Regions from separate parts of the Triticum aestivum genome. Here region 2 is linked to region 1. A link is a contact called in public Hi-C data. All regions are on one chromosome and are shown on one strand. Each heading gives the region's core, a stretch centred on a gene start, on an enhancer-like site or on the middle of the called end of the contact. The rest is flanking DNA. Distances are from core to core; before and after follow the strand shown.

Region 1 (6,167 bases), core at 2,332-4,831:
CCCTAGTCCAGGACACCGTCACTAACCAAATGAACTTTTGCAACGAAGGGGAACCCATTTCTTAAATAGTACGGCCGTCAGGGCACAAATTTGTATTCCTTAGAACCTGGCTTTGTGCATCGATTTGTATGAGAAGCGACCAAAAGATTCCAAATTCCACTTTCAACTATCTTCTTGGGCTGGCACAAGTTGCACCTTACTGATAGCATCCTAGATACAAAAATAGGATGAACTTTTCAATAGTGAGCTTATCCTTAATATCTCTCCAGCAACATCCATCAGTAAGGCCATCATCATCCAGCATGCACGTTGGTTTGGTGTTGTCCGGGGCTAATGCGACAATATCAGGGGCAATGTCAGCAAGCGAAGAGCCTTCAAGGCACACATCATACCAAAAGAAGGTGATGTTACCATTTCCTAGAACCAACCGAGCTGCAGAATTGAAGTGAGCACCTCGTTTGGATTTAGAGGAACTCCCAATCATTGCCAAGACTTATCAAGCTCGGTCCTAGCAATCCACGCACGACGGACTTTCGTAGCGGTACTCACACCTGCCAAGTTCACAACCCCGAGACCCCCAAACTCCTTAGGGGTGCAAACAACCTCCCACTTGACAAGGTAGTGCCCTCCAACAAATTCGTAAGATCCTTTTCAGAGGAAGGCATGTCGATTTTCTTAAACATCCAAGGAGGGGTGTCAAGAGAAATCAAATGGAAAATTGTAACGCATGTTAGAATGGATTGGACCAGCACAAGACGACCACTCTATGTTAGCATTGCCAACCGCCAAGAGGGAAGTCTCGATCTGATAATGTCCAACAATCTCCTTAAGCGGTAATGGCGCAAGCATGTCGTCGTGTCCTGGGTTCCTAATTTGCCGTCACACGCACAACACTTGCCATAGCCCCATCCTCTTCCCCTGCTACCTCGTTGGGTTGTCCAAAACTAAAAATCTATTCCCTAAAAAAAAAACTCTCAAAATCTGTATTATTCAGGCTATGTACTTATTCTTTGGCCAACGGGATAGATCATTACAGGGAACCTTAATTTGAAGAAATTTATTTGATTAGCTTTTTGGTTGAATCAATTTCCATGGACAATGTGGCCACGATTAGCAGTTGAGCCTCGAGACAAGTCACATCAGTGTGGTGTCCAGTAAGAGCTTCCATGGTAGAAACTCAGTTTCGGCACACACTCGAAAAGGAGATGATAATTGTCGATGTGGCATCAATCCTGGTGAGAAAGAGGAGAGGCGACAGATACCAGAACAAGCGAGTTCTTGTGAATGGGCAAAGACACATGCTCTTATTTTACATTGGTAAGGGCGATTACTCCCATTACAGACAAGAAATACACCAAATTTACTTGTAGGTACTTCGATTGCGGTAGAGATAGAAGGAGTTGATACAAAAAACCCTTCAATATGAAGTTTGAAATGATGAATTGAGGTAGAGTATGTTGATGATCCGGTAGTGGAAGAGGCGGCGTGCTGCGTCAGCCATGACGGTCGCGAGAAGGAATAAACTGTAGACGGAAAGGCTTGAGCTGGAAGACGCATGGAAACCGTTGGATTTCAATCCAACGGCTAGATGAGTGTCCGAATCTTGAAGTTCCCGAGCCGTCGATGGTCCCAGATTGTCATTTCTTTTCTCGCCCAGACGCCACCGTGTCGGATTAGCTTTCTTCACCGATCAGCGGGCGCCGTCGCGCCTACTTCCCGCACCCGTGCTGCCGTGTACCTTTCCCGTCGTGCCGATCTCAAGAAACCGATCTGGTTACTGGATCTCACCATCCTGGCTGGCTACCTCCGTAAGGAGTTGAAGCTGCTGGAGAGCTCGACGGAGCTAAAGGATCCCAGATTCTTGTAGGGACCCGGCGAGAGCCCATCACCGTCGGCGCCCAGCTGCTGCCGCGTCTCCGCTGCCGCACGGCGCCTCCTGTCCCACACCCTGTACGCCCCGAACGCAGCGGCGGCAGCCACCACCGCGACGCCGACCGCAAGCAGCGCCGCCTTGACACCGGTCGCCCTCCCGCCGCGCCCAGCCGCCTCTTCCACGCTCCTCACCTTGAAGTAGCCCAGCTTCTTCTCGTCGGCGGCCACCATCAGCTGCGCCGGGTAGTCGATGAGGTAGCAGTAGCCCGTCCCGTTGCTGTACACCGCGCCCCAGCAGCTGCAGTTGCGCGCGCACAGCGCCTCGCAGTCTCCCGCGGACGCCGCGTGCTCGAACCCCAGCAGCTCCTTGTTCGCCGGCTCCACGCCGTGTCCCCGCACCTCCGAGTACAGCCCGCCAACCTCGCCGCCCGTGGTGCCGCACAGGCCGCTCCCGACGGAGGGGGCGGCGCAGCCCGGGCCGTCGGTGGCGTTCGCCAGGCACGCGCACCGGCCGCTGGGCGGCACGCAGACGCTGTACGCGCCGCAGGTGGTGGGCAGCTCGCACGAGTCGGTGATGGTGGTGTAGTCGAGCACCCACCGGGACCCGTCCCAGTAGTAGGCGCGGAGGTTGCCGTCGGGCTCCAGAGTCATGCGGCGGAGAGCGCGGACGCCGTGGTTGAAGGTGTCGAAGGACATGACGTCGGCGGGGGCTCCCTCCTTCTGGTACACGCCGAGGTAGCCGTCGGGCTCCACACGCACGTATATCGGGCCGCCGCCGGCCACGATCTGGGCCTTGGCCTCCAGAGCCGTGTGCTTCGAGTACATGGCGGCGGCGACGCCGCCCGACGACAGCGGTGGCGGCTCGACGTAGAGCGCGAAGTAGTTGCTACCGAGCCGCATGGCGAATCGCTGGTCGATGGAGTGAAGCGCTGCCGATGAGGTGAGGTTCTGACCCTGGACAATGGTGTCCGAAGGGTAGTCGAAGCTCTGCCACACGGCAACGGGCGAGCCGCTGCTCTGAATCTGAAGGTTGGACGTGTTGAGGAGAACGGCGCGGTCGCCGGCCGCCGCGGCGGTGGACCAAAGCACTTGGTTGGTGGCGCCGTCCGTGAGCACCAGGCTGCCGTTGAAGGAGAGGGACGCGGCCGCAGACCACGGCGCGGGGCGGTCTGGCATGGCTCGCCAGAGGGGGAAAGCGGAAGGGAGGTGGAGGACGGCGAGGTCGAGCGTGGTGGAGTTGACTCGGAGGAAGCCGAGGGCGAAGACGCCGGTGGGGTCGGAGAGCACCGGCTGGAAGTGCGAGTAGGACGTGTCGTGGGCGGCCGAGAAGCCTTGCCGTAGCTCCTTCGCTGAGGCCGCCGCCACGCCCGCGCCGCCGGTCAAAGAAACCAGCAGCGCCGCAGCCGCCATGCACATCATCACAGTAAGCTCGCCTGCCATCGCCGCTCGTCCGGCTAGCTAGCTCGCTAGCTCCCTCCAGTGAAACTTCTGCTCAGAGACTCAGGATCTGAGTACGGTTCTTGAAAATGGAAGTAGACAGAGTGAAGAGCACAGAGCAGAGTTGTACGAGTATGGAAGAAGAAGAAGAAGAAGAAGAAGCCAATGAGAATTTGAGATTGGGTTTGGAGCAGGAGAAGACAAGCGCCGGGAATATTTATCTGCTAGTGCAATGTCCATGATCAGCAATGTCGTGGCTGCGAAAGTGAAGCCATAAAAGGGTGGGTGGGATAGGGAGGTTGGGTCAACGATCAGATGAGCACACTCTCGGTGGATAGTTGCCCGTGTCTTACCTTTAGATGCAATTTTGTATTGCCGACTTGCTGTTGGAAAGTGTGAGCTGGGTCAGGGTGGATCAACCCATGGGATGCGAGGCCGGCAGCAATATCTTCTCCAGATGCAAGTTGAAAGTGCACAACTGGCCCCCGTTGGTTTCTGAACAGATCTAGTATCACTTGTGATGCCGAATGCAGTAATCTGAGTCGCGAGCACAGAAGGTTGATGTAAGCCAGGCCGGTCTCCATTTTCTTTCACTCCAGGTACTACTCCCTCTGTAAACACTTTTCGTCTGTTTCATAATGCAGTGCATATAAATTTTCTGAAAAGTTAAACCTTACAAACCTTGACCAAGTTTGCAGAGAAAAGTGTTTATAACTACAATATCAAGTATATACAATATGAAAATACGTCTTGTGATATATCTAGTGACACGTATTGATATTCTATATGTAGTTTCTCTAGAAACTTGGTCAAAATTTGTAAACTTTGATTTTTCAGAAAAATTATACGTACTACATTGTGGAACGGAGGGAGTATTTCTTTAGAGGGAGTGCATTTTAAGATATTCAAACTTTACAACTTGGGGTTCTTCTGAACCTTCGATTTTAAGGGAAGAACCTATGACTCAATGACACATGGGTTCTAATTGCAGGGTAAATATGAAGGTCACACTATGATCCCTCAGTTTCAAAATAGTTGCCATGGTTTTAGTTCAAAATTTGAAATAAAATCACGACAATTATTTTGGAAAAGGAGTACATAGTAAATGGGAGGCAAGCGGGAGCTGGCATACTGTTAGAGTATCACAGTATCACAGGCATATCCGACTATTATGGAAATACAAGATGGAGTATGGTTTGATTTTAGCTTGTATTGTATTAAAAAAACCTAAATAAGAAAAACCTGATGTCATATTTTTCGTTGTCTTGCGTGAACGCCCTCATTGTCGGTGGATCGAGCGGACGAATCTTGGCGCACAACGACTTGCCACGACATCACTGGGAGACGTTCGTTCGAGACACTGGTCGTGCAAAAGGAGGCAACCCATCACTTCTTCTCTCCCTCACCTATCAAAGCAGTCGTCCATTTTACTCTCCCCATCACTTTCTCTCTTCTGCATTCATGGTGTTCCCCATTTAGATCGATCCCGACCAGATTCTCCGACGAGCTGCGACGACCAGCCCATGGGTCCCGACTGACGGTCCAAGTAGGAGTAGCAGAGGAGAAGGAAGGGAGAGAAGGAGAGAAGGAAAGGAGGGCGCCCCCCCCCCCTTGTCCAATTCGGACTAGAGGGGGAGGGGGCGCGCGGCTGCCCTGGCCGCCCCTCCTCTTCTCCCACTAGGGCCCATTAGGCCCAATATACTACCCGGGGGGGTTCCGGTAACCCCCCGGTACTCCGGTATATGTCCGAAACCTCCCGAAACACTTTCGGTGTCCGAACATAGTCGTCCAATATATCGATCTTTACGTCTCGACCATTTCGAGACTCCTCGTCATGTCCGTGATCATATCCGGGACTCCGAACTACCTTCGGTACATCAAAAACACAAAAACTCATAATACCGATCGTCACCGAACTTTAAGCGTGCGGACCCTAATGGTACATGGGAGTCGGAAGATAGCCCTAGAATGTGAGGAAGGTGATGCTGCTTATGCTGAATCTGTTTGTGCAGCAGAGGAGTTGAAGTTTTATAAGGACAACGTTGACCCGGCGGACATGACGTCTCTGAAGAAACCAACCACAGAGCACGACCCGGTGATGAAATTTAAGTCGGCTGATGACACCAAGCTTGTTGATTTTGTTCCAGGCGACTCATCCAAGCAATTCAGTATCAGTGCCAATCTGGATCCTAAATAGGAAAGCGCGCTCATCGAGTTCATCCGTGAGAACCGGGACATCTTTGCATGGAAACCTTCTGACATGCCTGGTGTACCGAGAGAACTCGCTGAGCACACTCTTAATATTGATCCAAAGTTTAAGCCGGTCAGGCAGTTTCTTCGGCGGTTTAACAAGGAGAGACGTAAAGCTATAGGTGAGGAGGTGGCCCGGCTCTTGGTGGCCGGGTTTATTGTTGAAGTTTTTCACCCGGAATGGTTGGCTAACCCAGTGCTTGTACTTAAAAAGAACGGCACCTGGTGGATGTGTGTGGATTACACGGACTTAAATAAGGCTTGTCCGGCTGATCCTTTTGCTCTTCCCCGTATTGATCAAATTATTGATGCTACGGCGGGTTGTGAGCGTTTGAGCTTTTTGGATGCTTACTCTGGTTATCATCAGATCAAAATGGCGGTTAAGGACCAGGAGAAGACGGCCTTCATCACTCTGTTTGGAGCCTTCTGTTATGTATCTATGCCTTTTGGGCTCAAGAGTGCCCAGGCGACTTATCAGCGATGTGTGCAGAACTGTCTCCACGATCAGATTGGGCGCAATGTTCATGCTTATGTGGATGATATTGTGGTGAAATCCAGAGAGAAGGAGACCTTGATAGATGATCTGAAGGAAACCTTTGATAATCTCC
Region 2 (6,167 bases), core at 2,361-4,860, 49 kb after region 1:
TCATCAGCTTTGCTCTGCCAGGCGTTCACAACGTCCGGTGTTGCTCCTGCAGCGGGTCTTGCACCTAGCGGTGCTTCCAGGACGTAATTCTTCTGTGCAGCAATGAGGATAATCCTCAAGTTACGGACCCAGTCCGTGTAGTTGCTACCATCATCTTTCAACTTAGCTTTCTCTAGGAATGCATTAAAATTCAAAGGAACGGTAGCACGGGCCATTGATCTACAACAACATAGACATGCAAAACACTATCAGGTACTAAGTTCATGATAAATTAAAGTTCAATTAACCATATTACTTAAGAACTCCCACTTAGATAGACATCCCTCTAATCATCTAAGTGATCACGTGATCCAAATCAACTAAACCATGTCCGATCACCACGTGAGATGGAGTAGTTTTCAATGGTGAACATACTATGTTGATCATATCTACTATATGCTTGACGCTCGACCTTTCGGTCTCAGTGTTCCGAGGCCATATTTGCATATGCTAGGATCGTCAAGTTTAACCCGAGTATTCTGCGTGAGCAAAACAGGCTTGCACCCGTTGTATGTGAACGTAGAGCTTATCACACCCGATCATCACGTGGTGTCTCGGCACGACGAACTTTCGCAACGGTGCATACTCAGGGAGAACAGTTGTTCCATGAAATTTAGTGAGAGATCATCTTAGAATGCTACCTCCGAACTAAGAAAAATAAGATGCATAAAGGATAAACATCACATGAAATCAATATAAGTGATATGATATGGCCATCATCATCTTGTGCCTTTGATCTCCATCTCCAAAGCACCGTCATGATTACCATCGTCACCGGCGCGACACCTTGATCTCCATTGTAGCATCGTTGTTGTCTCGCCAACTATTGCTTCTACGACTATCGCTACCGCTTAGTGATAAAGTAAAAACAATTACAGGGTGATTGCATTGCATACAATAAAGCGACAACCATATGGCTCCTGCCAGTTGCCGATAACTCTGTTACAAAACATGATCATCTCATACAATAAAATTTAGCATCATGTCTTGACCATATCACATCACAACATGCCCTGCAAAAACAAGTTAGACGTCCTCTACTTTGTTGTTGCAAGTTTTACGTGGCTGCTACGGGCTGAGCAAGAACTGTTCTTACCTACGCATCAAAACCACAACGATTTTTCGTCAAGTGTGTTGTTTTAACCTTCAACAAGGACCGGGCGTAGCCACACTTGATTCAAGTAAAGTTGGAGAAACTCACACCCGCCAGCCACCTATATGCAAAGCACGTCGGTAGAACCAGTCTCGCATAAGCGTACGCCTAATGTCGGTCTGGGCCCCTTCATCCAACAATACCGCCGAATCAAAGTATGACATGCTGGTAAGCAGTATGACTATTATCACCCACAACTCTTTGTGTTCTACTCGTGCATATAACATCTACGCATAGACCTGGCTCGGATGCCACTGTTGGGGAACGCAGTAATTTCAAAAAAAATCCTACGAACACGCAAGATCCATCTAGGTGATGCATAGCAACGAGAGGGGAGAGTGTTGTCCACGTACCCTCGTAGACCGAAAGCGGAAGCGTTACGACAACGCGGTTAATGTAGTCGTACATCTTCACGATCCGACCGATCCTAGTACAGAAAGTACGGCACCTCCACGATCTGCACACGTTCAGCTCGGTGATGTCCCACGAACTCTAGATCCAGCTAAGTGTCGAGGGAGAGCTTCGTCAGCACGACGGCGTGATGACGGTGATGATGAAGTTACCGATGCAGGGCTTCGCCTAAGCACTACAACGATATGACCGAGGTGGAAATCTGTGGAGGGGGGCACCGCACACGGCTAAACACTCAACTTGTGTGTCTATGGGGTGCCCCCTCCCCCGTATATAAAGGAGTGGAGGAGGGGAGGGCCGGCCCTCTCTATGGCGCGCCCTACGGGGAGTCCTACTCCCACCGGGAGTAGGATTGCCCCCTTTCCCTAGTTGGAGTAGGAGAGGAAGGAAGGAGGAGAGAGGGAGAAGGAAAGGGGGGCCGGCCCCCCTCCCAATTCGGATTGGGCTTGGGGGCGCGCCCCCGCCTTGGCCGCCTCCTCCTCTCTCCCACTAAGGCCCATAAAAGCCCATGTACTCCCCGGGGGGTTCCGTAACCCTCCCCCCCCCCCCCCCCCCCCCCGGTACTCCGGTAAATGCCCGAACTCACCCGGAACCCTTCCGATGTCCAAACATAGCATTCCAATATATCGATCTTTAGGTCTCGACCATTTCGAGACTCCTCGTCATGTCCGTGATCTCATCCGGGACTCCGAACAACCTTCGGTACATCAAAACACATAAACTCATAATACCGATCGTCACTGAACGTTAAGCGTGCGGACCCTACGGGTTCGAGAACTATGTAGACATGACCGAGACTCGTCTCCGGTCAATAACCAATAGCGGAACCTGGATGCTCATATTGATTCCTACATATCCTATGAAGATCTTTTATCGGTCAAACCGCATAACAACATACGTTGTTCCCTTTGTCATCGGTATGTTACTTGCCCGAGATTCGATCGTCGGTATCTCAATACCTAGTTCAATCTCGTTACCGGCAAGTCTCTTTACTCGTTCCGTAATGCATCATCCCGCAACTAACTCATTAGTCACATTGCTTGCAAGGCTTGTAGTGATGTGCATTACCGAGAGGGCCTATAGATACCTCTCCGACAATCGGAGTGACAAGTGAACAATGTTTTCTGCTGAAGGAAACATTGTTCGACCCTGGTGAACAATGTTTGGTCGGGAACTGCCAACCACCTCCAACGAGAGATTTCCAAAAGCTACCTCATTATGTCTTGAAGCCATTTAGTCAAACCAAAGCCGGTTCTGTTTCACACCTAAGCTGGTTCCAGAAGCTAGTTTGCCTTCACACCTATCAGGGGGATTGTCCCGATTATAAATAGGCTAGCTCTTCCCTTCGTTGGGGACTTTTGCCATTTCTATCAAAGACCAAAGACATAGACTCCTCCTGAGATTGGAGAGATCTTATTATCCTTATTCTCGTGATTCCTTGAGAAATTTCTCTTAATTCGTGCTCCACGACTAGATCGTGTTGTGTGGATTAGAGTACGTGGTTGTGTGGGGTAGTATTGCGGGTTGTGGATCGGCGAATATTCGGATTGCAAGTTTCGGTGAACATCCTTCTCGTCGGGTCATAATCTCTTATTTTTCATTTTTCGGCTGCTTGCAGCTAGTTATCCTCATCCATTTATCGATCCTATGCCGTGAAGATCGGACCTTTCCTTGTACTCCCTCTTCTTCGAAAATGGGGTCGTATTAGGTTTTGTGTTAATTTTCTCTTACGTTTTTTTTGTAAAACAAAAAAAAAATTGGGAGGAGGCCCGTAAAAACGCGTGATGGGGCAGTTGGTTCGCGCTGGGTGGTTCTTCCAACGAACGTCAGTTCATTCGGACCTTAAAAAGTCACCGTGTGCTCTACTCTATACATACTGCCCAGAAGACTTAATAATCCAATAAAAAGCCGTATAACGTCAATTCTCATCTTTCACGCATACAAGTATATATCCCACTTGCATCCCTGATTGTGACCATCTTAAGCCAAACAGACAATTATGCCCTAGATCATATTCACACCAACCGTGCACGCTGCAGGGCTTCAGTTGACTTGCTTTCTCTTACCCAACGTCTTTCACAGTACCAAATTTGAAGAAGGCTCCTTGATTTGACAGGCGTCGTATTCTTTTGAATTGTGCACCTCTCACAAGTCAGAATCCCTGTCCTTTTTGTTGATGTCTGCAACTCAGACTTTTGTACTTTGTGCCTCCCATGGTTCGCTCAGTATCTAGCCGCCAAACGGAAAGGTGGGGAACAGAAAGATTGAGACACACGAAAAACGAGTTCAGAGTCGGACAGTACATATGAAAATGTTTTACTTTCTCATTCCGGAATTAGTTGACGCTTAAGCAAATTTATTTGTCATTAAAATACGTCTAGATCCATTTGAGCGTCAGCTAATTTCGGACGAAGGAAGTAGTTTTTTCTATGTCATTGAGCGCCACTGAAGGTACCAGCTATGATAATACTCCCTCTGTATCAAATATAAGATTTTTTTTTAACACTATGAGAGTGTCAAAGAACGTCTTATATTTTGATACAAAGGGAGTTGCAAGTTACGGTTCATTTTCATAGACGACGATTTGTGAGGAAAAAACATTTTCGTGTACTGTATCAGTATTTTCGTCAATACACCTTACGCTATGGGGTTGGAGAGCAGTTCAGAAGTTCAAAAGTCAGAAGTCAAAGCAAGTGTGCCCAGATTCTAAGCATTTATTCACTTGACTTGTAGTGATATTAGGTTGGGTTGTTAATGTATTGTTTGTCGGAAGGTTGTCTTTGTCCAGATCTTCCAAACGTACCATATTTTAGTCATAGGCCATGAAAATACAGGCCGACATGTTCTCTTCAATCGTGAACATCGCCCTTTATTTTCTCTGGAAAGTCTGAACTCCGAAGAACTCAACCAACATTTGCACGCGGCACTGCACACTCCATGTTTTCGAACTGGCAGGATTCCTGCATTCATTAACACGAAAACGGTTACTCGGTTAATTAAAGAAAACCAAGCGAAGACCAGATTGTCCAGCTAATTATGAAGAACCGAGCAAAAACCACCACAACCGTTGATCGGCACACAAAGAATATCTCACACACAGACGTCATCGTCATCACTCCTTCCCTAAAGGCCTCATCGCCGTCCCTAAACCCTGAGCAAACAACTCCGACTTAGCCGTAAGCGATCGTCAACCCGACCCACGTTGTACCGGCCGCATGGAGATGCATGAAGATCTGCGCTAGACTCAGTCACCTACGACCAGACAACGCAACTCCGACTCCGACTCCGACGAAGAATCACAAATGAGAAACTAGGCACGGTTGGCGCCACAGAAGATCATCGAACGAATACGCCGAGGCCCCGCCACCACAGCTTCGACTTCACATCAACAAACCTGTCGAGACAATCCCGCGAACACGCCGGAGAAGAGCCGACTACCACAACTATAGCCATGTCTCCGATATTGCTCCTCTCAACATCGTTGTCATAGAAGCCTCGACGCCAACACTGCCGTCTTCCACTACTCCCACTCGCCAGTACCCAACTCCAAAAACAAAGCCCCCAGGGAGGAATATGACACAAAGGGCCACCATCATCTAATCAAACAAGATCAATGGTTTCCCCCGGAGCGACAGTGATCCGCGTAGGAGGAGTGCGGAAGCAATACAGGGATGCCTCCAAGAAGGTAGTCGATAGCCCGGCCGCCGCCATCGCTGGTCACGCCACAACTGAGACAGTGTTTTCACCCAAGCTCCCGACACCACCTCATCCACACACCATCTCACAACGGCGCCCACCTAGCACCACCACTGAGCCAGCTCATAGTTGAAGAAGCCTCTCGTTGGAGCAGCCAACCATACCTTGTGGAGGCCACTGACAGACACCAGCCATTAGATATGCCAACCGCCGACCAAAAACTGGATCACCGAACGCAACATGAACCACCAATCCCTGTCGAGCACCACGCTGACAGGGGCCAGAGAAATGCCCCTCGAGGCCACGAACCACCTCGGTTCCCAGCCTTGACCCAAGCTTCCATGCGCACACGCACCACGCGCCCGCCAGAGAACGCTGAAGATCCAACAGCCGCGGGTGCGAGCTGCTCCATCACTATGGGTCGCTCCATCCCGGACTGCCGTGCCGCCCGAGCAGCAACCTCGCGTCCGGATCCCTTGTGTCATGCACGCCTCGCCAGATCCGCGAGAGCAGCACCCAACTCGCTTTTTCCTCGCCCAGCACGTGACCACTAGCGCATGAAAGGATCGAGAAGAGGTGTCTAGAGGGGGGGGGTGATTAGACCCTCAACAAAGAAAAGTGGCAGTTTTTAGTTTCTTCAAGTTAAGGTGGAGTTTTAGCACAAGTTTAAACATTCATAGTACATTTCAAGCAAGCATGGCAAGAGTATATGAGCAGCGGATAGAAAAGCATGCAAGTTGCAAGAATGTAAAGAGGATGGGATTGGAGTGTGCAAACGCAATTAAAGACACGGAGATTTTTGGCGTGGTTCCTATAGGTGGTGCTATCGTACATCCACGTTGATGGGGACTTCAACCCGCGAAGGGTA

Evidence for each region. Hi-C and Micro-C count contacts between places; a contact is called where the count stands out from the background.
Region 2: a Hi-C map of leaf shows a contact between it and region 1, with 4 times the contacts expected there. The contact joins the enhancer-like site here to the promoter of LOC123164813 in region 1. A contact is called at or near these places in 3 of 5 Hi-C or Micro-C datasets (leaf and root).

Annotation. Positions count from the first base shown.
Region 1 is chr7D:524,776,638-524,782,804 of IWGSC CS RefSeq v2.1, forward strand. LOC123164813 (PAN domain-containing protein At5g03700-like) reads right to left here and starts at 3,582. Exons shown (of 1, transcript XM_044582404.1): 1 at 1,276-3,582. The coding sequence starts at 3,312. The coding sequence ends at 1,801.
Region 2 is chr7D:524,825,626-524,831,792 of IWGSC CS RefSeq v2.1, forward strand. No RefSeq gene overlaps it. Among protein-coding and RNA genes, the nearest start is that of LOC123164813, 48 kb to the left of the region's middle. Within about 2 kb of position 3,611, at least 1 of the 8 cell types and tissues checked has an H3K27ac peak or open chromatin away from gene starts, as enhancers often do. A contact at or near this core is called in leaf, where this site is marked.